Linked DNA regions of Hordeum vulgare: all the other regions are linked to region 2. A link is a contact called in public Hi-C data. All regions are on one chromosome and are shown on one strand. The core of a region is the stretch at or near the end of the contact, and the rest is flanking DNA. Distances in the headings are between cores, read along the strand shown. Region 1 holds the start of LOC123443002 (transcription factor GTE8-like). Region 2 holds the start of LOC123443000 (cell division cycle-associated protein 7-like). Region 3 holds the start of LOC123442994 (auxin-responsive protein IAA1-like).

What was found. Hi-C and Micro-C count contacts between places; a contact is called where the count stands out from the background.
Region 1: a Hi-C map of leaf shows a contact between it and region 2, with 4 times the contacts expected there. The contact joins the promoter of LOC123443002 here to the promoter of LOC123443000 in region 2. A contact is called at or near these places in 3 of 6 Hi-C or Micro-C datasets (leaf and seedling) and 1 of 1 datasets of contacts at active chromatin or transcription factors (embryo).
Region 3: a Hi-C map of leaf shows a contact between it and region 2, with 2.9 times the contacts expected there. The contact joins the promoter of LOC123442994 here to the promoter of LOC123443000 in region 2. A contact is called at or near these places in 2 of 6 Hi-C or Micro-C datasets (leaf and seedling).

What each region holds. Positions count from the first base shown.
Region 1 is chr3H:68,946,691-68,950,149 of MorexV3_pseudomolecules_assembly, reverse strand. LOC123443002 (transcription factor GTE8-like) reads left to right here and starts at 1,958. Exons shown (of 10, transcript XM_045119210.1): 1 at 1,958-2,440; 2 at 2,728-3,459. The coding sequence starts at 2,411.
Region 2 is chr3H:68,629,534-68,632,806 of MorexV3_pseudomolecules_assembly, reverse strand. LOC123443000 (cell division cycle-associated protein 7-like) reads left to right here and starts at 1,903. Exons shown (of 5, transcript XM_045119208.1): 1 at 1,903-2,370; 2 at 3,089-3,273. The coding sequence starts at 1,988.
Region 3 is chr3H:68,172,402-68,175,920 of MorexV3_pseudomolecules_assembly, reverse strand. LOC123442994 (auxin-responsive protein IAA1-like) reads right to left here and starts at 1,267. Exons shown (of 5, transcript XM_045119202.1): 1 at 940-1,267; 2 at 570-793; 3 at 352-466. The coding sequence starts at 1,145.

The DNA.
Region 1 (3,459 bases), core at 709-3,208, 320 kb before region 2:
AAAATAGTATGTGCTATAGATATATAAGCATTTTTTATGATTGATTTAATACCCTCACATATGAACATCCTCTCTTTTAACATGGTGGCTCATCATGTTGCCACTTAACTTTCTCTCCCACCCTCATTGATGATGGTCACGATGTTCACGTGAGCACAATACTTTTAACATGCTAAATTCTAAGGTGATGAGCTTGCCACTTCACGCCACACTTGTCATTATGTTGCGTAAGCAAATACTTAAAAGTTTTAAAACAAATCTCATCGATCACAAACTACTCCCACGTCTATACATATAAAGACTTTCGGAAATCTAATCAAATCCTAGACATAGAAGACTTTGAATTGGTGAATAGCTTTTAAATTGTCATTTTTTGAAATTTTGGATTTTCACAAAAAAATCACGAACATTAGTTTTGTTTACGAAGATTTTCTGAAATGCATAAAAAGTTTTCAAGTTCATGAGCATTTTTTGACTCAACAAACATTTTTTAGATTACTCTACCTTTTTAAAACCAGGGAACAATTTTTTTTACTTTTTGTGTACATTTTATAAATTTGATGGACACTTATTTCCGATTCCCGAATATGTTTTGAACACACGATCATTTTTTCAAAATCACGAGCATAATCATTTCCCGTCTATTTTTTCAAATCTTGATTTTTTTACAAATACACCAATATTGTTTGAATCCACGAAACTTTTATGATTTCCTAAAAAAAATTGAATTCACATACAATTTATAATTTTGCGAACATTTTTATAATTCACCACTTTGGAAATTTAGATATGCCGAATTAATTTATACTCCCTCCATTTCTAAATATAAGACCTAATAAAAATTACACCATAAACTATATACGGATGCATGTAGACATATTTTATAGTGTAGATTCACTCATTTTGCTCCGTATATAGTGTTCTAGTGAAATCTCAAAAATGTCTTATATTTAAAAACGGGGGAGTAGAAATATGAGAACAAAATGAGAAAAGAAGAAAGAAAAACGAACAAAAATAAAAGAGTCCAACCCCGCACACGCCGGCCTGGCTCATGAAGGGAGGACACTGCGTGAGAAAAGGATTGAAAGGAAAAACTGTACAGGATGGGGATCAAACGCTGGTCACCTACGTAGAACAACAATGCCTTAGTCACTATGGCGGACGAGTGTCTGTGCTCTCTTTTCGTATCATCTCTTTATAATAACAAACCAAACTGCAACTGTGGGAAAATCTGAAACGTTTTTTACTTATGGGTGGCATAGTGGGTAATTTATATCAACTTTAGGGATAGTATTAATGACGAACGACAGAAACACTAATTGCTTTATTATTAAAATAAAGAATAGAAACATGACTAATCATCCATTCACTTTCGTTTAATCTCGTTTTACTCTAATAGTTTTGATGATCCAACGGTAAATAGGAATTTTCCTATCCCGTACGTGGTTTGCTCGCTTCATTTTTGACGAGAAGAAATCCGTCGCTCCACTTCACAAGAGAGAAACACCCAGCAGGCAGACAAAGGAGTCTCAAGACCCACCTGCTTCCACGTGTCACCAGCCTTCACCTCCAAGTCACACCGCTCCCCAAATCCAGCAGGCCGTCACCCGCACCCAGATCCCGCGTGCCGGACAAAAGACGGCTGCTCCCCAAACAGCACGGGACCGAACGAAACCTACCCAACCCCAATGACACGCGGGCCCGGAAACCTCGTCGCCCCACGGTACATCGTCGGACAGCGCGCGATCCTTCTCCAAACCAGAAACCTTCTGGAAGAAAGTCAAAGCGCGCTCCGCTCCACGTCACGCCGGTCCCGGCGGGCCCCGCGCCTACATCTCCCCCTCTGCCCGTCCGATCCCCGCGAACCGACGGCCACGATCCGGCACGCACCGCCCACCGCACCCCGCCTCTCCTATAAATACCCACCTAGAGGGAGCGCCCGTCCCCCGCGCGTCAAGTCGCATCGAATCGTACCGTTTCGCTCCGCTCTTCTCAGCTCCGGTCCACTTCGGGTCTAGACTGGACTCGTGCGCAGGAACCGACTCTACTTTGGGTTCGGGCTCGGTCGCTTCGGCGAGGACAAGGGGTTCGGGCTCGGTCGCTTCGTCGAGGAAAAGGATAAGCAGCCACGGACGCCCACCGCATCGCACCCTGCACCTCCCGTCTCACCCGACGCCGCGGCCGGAGCCCGGAGAATCCACGCCGCGGCCGCTCGCCGTCCCGCTCCCAGGAGGCCCCGTGGCCCGCCCGCACGGTGACCCGGCGGCAGTCCTGCCCACAGTAGGCAGAGGGCGGAGGCGCTAGCCGGCTCACCGTCGAGCCACAGCGGCGGATCTGTCCTCGAGCCACAGCCGCCGAGGGCGTTGACGCCGGGCAGGGGATCACGGGGCGCCCCACGGTCTCGTTCCAGATGCCAACGACCTCAATCTCCAAGCCTAAGGTGAATTAATCCCCTTCCAATCTGAATTTCATTCGTTGACATGTGCATTTGTAGCTTCTGTCTGGATTTAGATCTGACTGATTTCACTAGTAAAAACATAACAAATGATGCTGCCATATCCCGCTTTCAAGCCATGACATAGGCTCGCTTGGCACGGATTGGTCCCAGGGCCAGGTGTAATGTTAGGGTTTTGCTGCACAGCATGTAAATCTCGGTTTGTGTGCTTTCGTTTCAACCGGCAAGAGATTTGAATTTGGTTTCTGAAGCTGTTTGTCGTTATTCTGCAGATCCGCGCCTCGCTGGCGCCTGGTTACATGGGACCAACGGTCCGCATGGAGTCTGGCCCGCAGATTCAGACTAAACGGAGTTATGATGAAATAGCCTACCGTGGCGCGGGTTACGCAGAGACTGTGGGTGAGTCAGGCAGCCCTGTTCGTGTTGGCTCGGAAGATTTCTCTGTGCCAAAACGCAAGTGCATCAGCCTTAATAGTGATGGCTTTGATGTCAAGCGAGAGATCTTTGTCCCGTCTAAGATGTCGTCGTCTGAGCGGCGCTACCTTCGGAAGAGATTCCGGACAGAGCTTGATTCGGTTCGAGAACTCCTCAAGAAGCCAGAGTTTTTGTCCATCATGCCTGTCAGCAAAGCACCTGCGTTCTCATCGTCAGCTGCCCCTAGATCTAAAAAAGTGCAACGGGGAAGCCATGTTGTCCGTGGTGCCAAGGGACGCTTCTTGCCAACAAAACCCCGGCCTGAAACGTCTACAGTGTTGCCTGAAGCTACAATTCTGAAGCAGTGCGAAGCTATCCTTAAGAAGCTGATGACTCAGAAATGTAGTCATATTTTTAATGATCCAGTAGACGTGGAAAAGCTGAACCTTCCAGATTATAATGACATTATCAAGCACCCGATGGACCTTGGGACCATCAAGAAGAAGCTAGATTCTGGTTCCTACGCAAGTCCATATGATTTTGCAGCTGATGTCAGGCTGACCTTTAACAATGCGATAACTTATAATCCT
Region 2 (3,273 bases), core at 654-3,153:
TACTTAATACTCTAGATGCATGTTGGATAACGGTCCATGGGTGGAGTAATAGTAGTAGATCTAGGCAGGAGTCGGTCTACTTGTTTATGGACATGATGCCTATATACATGATTATTGCCTTGAATAAGATGTCATAAATATGTGTTATTCTATCAATTAGACGATAGCAATTTGTCTACCCACCGTATGCTATTTTCAAAAGAGAAGCCTCTAGCGAAAACTATGGCCCAAGGGTCTACTCAAATAATGTTACAAAAACTACAGCAATATTGTTGCCATTTATTTTCTGTTATTTACTTATATTTATATTGTATATCTATTAGCATTTAATCCTTGCAAGTAACGAGTTTAAGGGGCTTGACAACCCTTTTGTCTGCATTGGGTGCAAGTGTTTGGTTTTGTGTGTGTAGGTGCTGCCGACGAGGGTTTGCGTGATTCTCCCATTGGTTTCATAACCTTGATTCTCACTGAGGGGAATATTTATCTCTAGTGTGTTGCATCTTCTCTCCTATTCGGGGAAAATCCCAATGCATTTTAAAAGTAGCATCATCAACAACGTCTTCTTCCCGGCGCATAACTAGTTCAATACCAATGCACCCATGACTAACTCGGTGCCTCCTTGCGCCCGCAGCTCCATGGCGACTTCCTTGACACCGGCTATCTCGACTCGACATCGACCACGACGTTCTTTGCACGGCTACCTCGATAATGGTTACACCATCCTATGCTTTTGGCTACCTCGGCATCAGCACGAAGGGCTATCTCATTGCTTGAGCAACCTCGTCGGTTTTTACTCCACTCACGACTTCCGTGATACATCGACCGTTATGACTGTGTGTGGGGGGGGGGGGGGGGTCACGGGCTTACCTTCAGATTCTTCTTCAGTCTCACCGTCTTTGTGGCTACTGTTGTGACCGCGAAGGGATGTTGAATATAATGATTATTAGGAAGTATATGATAGATTAGGATTGTTTCTACCTTGACTTTTACTCCAAGATGGTCATGTACTTTTATATATATGCCCACGGGGCTCAAGCAATACAATCCAACCATTCAACCAATCATCTTATCCCTTCTAACAATATTGATAGAACAATGTAACAATTGATTCGAACAGTTCTTTATTGATTACAAATGAACACTTATATCCAATGGAAACAGACGCATCAGAGGGACGCAATGGTCCATAAAGATGTCGTTCCGCGGGAATTATGTGAGAGTTGTTTTGGCTATGGGGTGCACGTGCTCCCTGATAAACAGTAAATTCAAATAAAATGATCTTTTCTGTTGATGTTCTTTTTAATATAATAAGTGTGTTTTTTTTAATATAATAAGTGTGCTCGATAAACAGGATAGCAATGCTTCGAAGGAAAAAAAAAATATGTGTAACATTTGAATATAGGGTAACATTTTACGTTCAACTTGTAACAAAAATATGTGTAACATGTGATGTTCAACTTGTTCATTTTACGCACGACAAGATGCTTAAGCTTATCCCTTAAAAGTTTTGCATGTAGCATTTTGATGTGACAATGAACACAAGCATTTCTTTCTAAAAAAATTAACATTTACAGAAACCATTTTTAATACGCAGGAACGTATGCTCCCAAGAGCCGAACTGCATTTACCGGGGATTATCCCCTAAAGTTATTTATTTTTAACACTCCCCCAGTCGTGTCGATGCGTGGCGTGATCCCACTATCCACTACTGCTAGCCCCACGAGCTCGCGCGAACGTGGGTTCCGCTCACTGACCGGCGGCCCCCCTCTCCGCGAGGCGCGGGCCCCAGCTGCCAGTCTCAGTAGCAGGTTCCCAACGGTCACCGCAGCACGCGGCGAGGTAAACCGCGCGGTCGCACTACATATCACCCCACCACGCACGCACCGGCAAAACCTCAATCTAACCGTTGGGGTTTCCCGGCTTCCTCCCTTCCCCCACAAACCTCGCCACCTCGGAAACGCCGCCGCCGCCGGAAGAAGAAGAAGCCATGGCGACCACCCAGCCCATCGCCAGCGCGGAGGCCTCCTCCCCGGCGGCGCAGGCGAAGCGCCGCGGCCGCCCGCCCAAGGGCCCGCTGGCGGCGGCCGAGGTCGAGGCGCCGAGGACCCCGTCGCCCGTGTCCCCGCTGACGGCCGCGGCGGAAGGCTACGAGCGGGAGCGGGAGGCGAGGATCAGGGAGAACATGGAGCGGATGCAGAAGCTCGGCCTCGTCGACCTCGCCACCCGCTTCAACCAGTCCGCCACCCCCGCCGGCACCGGCACCGGTCGCGGCCGCTGGCGACGGAGGCCGGAGACGCCGGGCTCCCCCGCCGACGCCGCCGCTCCCAGGATCAGGACCGCCTCCTCGACGCCCGCGCGCCGGTCTCTCAGGTTCGTTTGCGGCGGGCGGATCTATCTTCTTGGCATGTAGTAGCTTCATCTCCTCTTCGGTTTATTGGAGGAATCCACGGACTTCTTGTGCGGCTTATTACTCTTCTGCTCATCATCTTCATCCCACTGCAAATGCTCTTCATCTTGTGCAGCTTGTTATTCTTGTGCGTCTATCATCAAGTATGAACATGCTAATTTCGTTCCCCTTTTGCAGTATGAGTATTGCCCTTTTTCATGTTTGTTGTATAGATTTGGTCGTATAACGTGAAATCTGGTAATTATGCTCCTGGCCGTTTGTTTCACCCTGACTACTACTTTTGGTAGTATTTTAATGCTTACCCTCTGAAATTGGCACCTCAAATCCTTAGTTTCCCGAAATAGGTTGATTTCTCATGGGATATTTATCGTCAAGTTCATGCCACAAGTTCAGATTCAGTAAGAGACTGTCGCTTTCTTGTGTACATGAAGACAATTTACATTCCTTTTTACAGTGCATCAAGTTATCTGGGGGCGTTTTTTTTTCTTCTTTTTTTGGTTCAAAGGTCTACATTAGGCAATACTACAGAAGAATTCTTGTATTTATGTTGATTGAGTTTAAGCTAGCGGGTTGATAACTTTTGATATTCATTTTCTTCAATCCTTAACATTCAGTCACCGCAGGTGCCCCTTTCCTGGCATTAATGTGAATCTTACTCGTTTGCGATCATGTTCAATTTAGGTTGAAGAGCGTGGAGCCGGTTAGCTATGTTGAAATCTGCGAGAAAAAAGAGAAGGGTCTTGAAGGTGGAAGGCCTTTCTCGATTGAGGAAGGATGCAAGGAAGAAGTTTACACAGAAGAGCATGAGAAGCTTTTAGGTACATGTGGGACACCCTGGACTCTCTTTGTGGACGGTTGTGACAAGG
Region 3 (3,519 bases), core at 18-2,517, 460 kb after region 2:
TGAAAAATCAATCTCTTGCTCTGAACCGCAAACAAAGCAACCTTGGTGTTTCCTACCCAAATCGTAAAGCAAACAATTCATCACAACCATGTCCGTTGCAGATCTCAATCAAGCAAGCAATCTAATCTTAACAAAAATCACTTGTGAAAGTACTACGGGATTTGGTCAATTCACCCAGATCAAGGATAAGCACTTTGATCAGTCCTGACAAACAAATTAACCCAGTCCAAACAATCATGCAAGCACATAGTAGCAGAAATTAGCGTTAGGACACAAACTTTGCATAAGTAAGTAAGTAAAGAAACGAAACCATCAAGGTTAAAGGAGAGGACGATGGCGCAAGAAGCTCACTTCCAGGGGACGTCGCCGACGAGCATCCAATCGCCGTCCTTGTCCTCGTAGGTGGGCACGTACTCCGTCCCGTTCACCGCGTCCACCAGCTTCTTCTCGTCGTTGGCGAACTTCCCTGCGCACCCACACCCAGCACGTCGTCAGCTGAGAACAGAACATGAAGCCGGCAAGCATGAGCAGCGGCCGGAGGCGGGGAGGGGCCGAACTGAGGTACTCACTGATGGTGAAGTGGGAGCGGAACTTGTCCTGGAGCGCGCGGAGGAGCTGGTCGTAGCCGGCGTGGTCCCGCAGGTTCACCTTGCGCAGGTACGGCGCGCCGTCGACGGCCACCTTGACGAACTTGGCCGGCGCGGCCGCCGCCGCCCTGGTGGAACCGGCGGCGACGTTCTCGAGCGCATTCTTGCGGAACGACCTCACCGGCGGCCAGCCCACCACCCGCGCCCTGGCGAACCAAACGAACAACGGAAACCCCAGTCAGGTCAGTCAATCCCAACCCAACGAATTCCCGCGCGGTTCATCGCAAGCAAGAAAGCCTTTTTTTTACGGGGAACAGACAGACAAGGGAGGGGGAGGGACGGCGGCACGTACTTGGGGGCCGGCGGAGCCTCGGCGAGGAGGGAGGAGCGGTCGGCGAGGGAGCGGGAGGAGGAGGAGGAGGAGGCGCCGCGCTTGCGGTCGGGGTCGGCGGGGGAGGAGCCGGGAAGGCGCAGGGTGAGCGTGAGCGCGGTGTCCTCGAAGTCGAGCCCGGACACCGCGGAGGACTCCGTGGAGCTCCGCTCCGTCTCCGCCGACATGGCCGCCGGCCTCTCTTGAGCTCCGCGCGTGTCGGCGGTGTCGGCTGCGTCGTCTTCCTCGGCTGCTGCGGCTGGTGCTGCCTGTGGTCCAGCTTTGTGTTGTGCGGTCCGGGGCGGCGGCAGGTTGGTTATAGACAGAGGCGGGCGGGCGGGCGGGCGGCCACCGGTCACCGACGGTCAACGGTCACGGCGCCGAGCTTTACGCACCGACACAAGCCCTACGCCTTATTTCCACCTACGCCCCTGCTTCCATCCCTGGCTAGGGCTGCGGTGCAATGCTAGACAAGCACGAGGGGCAGAGCGCAAAAGAGGCAGGGGTCGGCCTTCCCGAAACGGAACGGATGGCACGGGGCGGGTGGGCCCGGGCTGCCGGTTGGGCGCCCTGCAGCGGCCCGCGGAACCGGCGAGCGGCGGGGCCGGGCGATGGGCAGCGGACGGCGCGGGAGGCCCGTCCAGGACGGAACTGCTGGGGGCGCGCGTCGTATCGATATCATGGGCGCACGCACGTACGGTTGCACCGTCGGCCTCAACCAACATGGATCCGTCCGTGCTGCCGGTGGGTCGCGCCCGATGGAACCAAATCTTGTGCGGGGGCTTTGTTCCCGGCTGACACGCCACCTTGTTCCGATTGGTTTTTGGCCAAGGGTCAAAAATGGTTCCGAGATTTTGTTTGGAGAAACACAACATGCGTTGTATCCTCTGTTCATAAATATACTCTCTCCGTTCATAAATAATTATAGCTAGAGAAAACTAAACTAAAAAAATCAACTATGATTATTTAAAAACGAAGAAAGTATAATTATTTTTAAAATATTTTGATATGAACTACATACAGATATATATAGATATATTTTAAAATATAGTTCCATTCATTTCATTTCATATGTAGTTTGGAATAGAATCTTCCGGAAAGAAAATTAAGAACAGAGGGAGTAGACGGATCACGAGATTGACAAAGTCATCAGGGACATCTAATCAAGTCAATCTGAGGAGTTGTTTATTTTTTTAAAGCTAAAAGAGAGACAACTTACTTTTTAAGACGCCCAAAAAGACTGACCCCTAATCAAGTAATCATTGATCGACATGGCAAACCAATTGATAATTGGAGGGTTGTTTATGGGTATAGCATGAGTACTTGGAGAGATAATTGATTTTCGAGAAGTTCTGGCCTAAAAATTACGGGCAAAAGGAACAAAACAAGGCTCAAGTGGGTGTCTCATTTATTTTTGACCGGATCGAGGAGATGGGACGAGCTTGAAGGAATATGTTGTATCCCCATGATGCAGAGGAAAATTTAGTCTACGTATTATGTCGTCTGAAGATGATGATTTTATTGCGTGGCATTTTGAGAAGAATTGTTTTTTAGTTAACAATGCGTACAACCTTGTGTTAAATCTCAAGGATGTCTTCGGGCAGTCTAGTGGTGTTGTGAATGGAAAAGGAGAGTGTGTATGGTATTATTCGGAAGATAATCCCCTCCCGACAAGATATTATTTTTTGCTTAATGTGTTGTATCCAATAGTTTAGCAGTCCAAGTTATAGAGCAACGCACCATCAAACTAATTCTGATATGTGCTCCAATTGTGGTGTCAAAGACGAAAGTGTTTTTCATACTCTCGTTATGTGCCTAAGGCTCGTGCGTTGCGTGTGCTATGAAAAATATTTGGGATATGTCGGGGGAGGAGCTATTTATATTTCGAGGACTAGATTTATTGCTTGTGTTGATGGAAAAGCTTCTCGCAGCTTGGCATTTGAAAACAATTTGATTTTGGGTAAGGGGAATGCATTTGTTTCTGCTTTTACTGCTTTTGTGGATACTTATTGGTTGTCCTTTACTTCTTGTCACTTTGTTGCGGAGACCAAGTCAAATCACAAAGGTAAGAGTTTAGCGACTAAGGCACACCTAATGTATCAGCCACAAAGAGCATTGTGCAATGGCAACCTTCCCCACCTAATTGTTTTCAGGTTAATGACGATGTTAGTTTTGTGGAGGGTTTGGGTTTCGCAAGTGTTGGGGTCATCTTGCAAGGAATTCTGTAGATGACGTCATCATCTCATCGTGAGATTTTACTGGACGATGTTCCCGTGTGGATAAAGGTGAGCTTAGGGCGGGCCTTGCTGGCCTGTATGTTGGTATCACCCTTCACTTGTCTATCATTTCAGACTGTGTGTTTGTGGCTTCCTTCCTGAAATAAATAAATATCTTACATGTATCCTCTTGATGATCTTAAGAATGAAGCATTGAATATTACAAAGCTTCTTCATAGCTTTAAGCTTTCGAAGATTAAACGTTAACCTAATATGGTGGCACACCAGATTGCTATATTTAGCTTTGCTAGTATAGATCGGATGGTTGCCTTTTTAATCGTTTTCC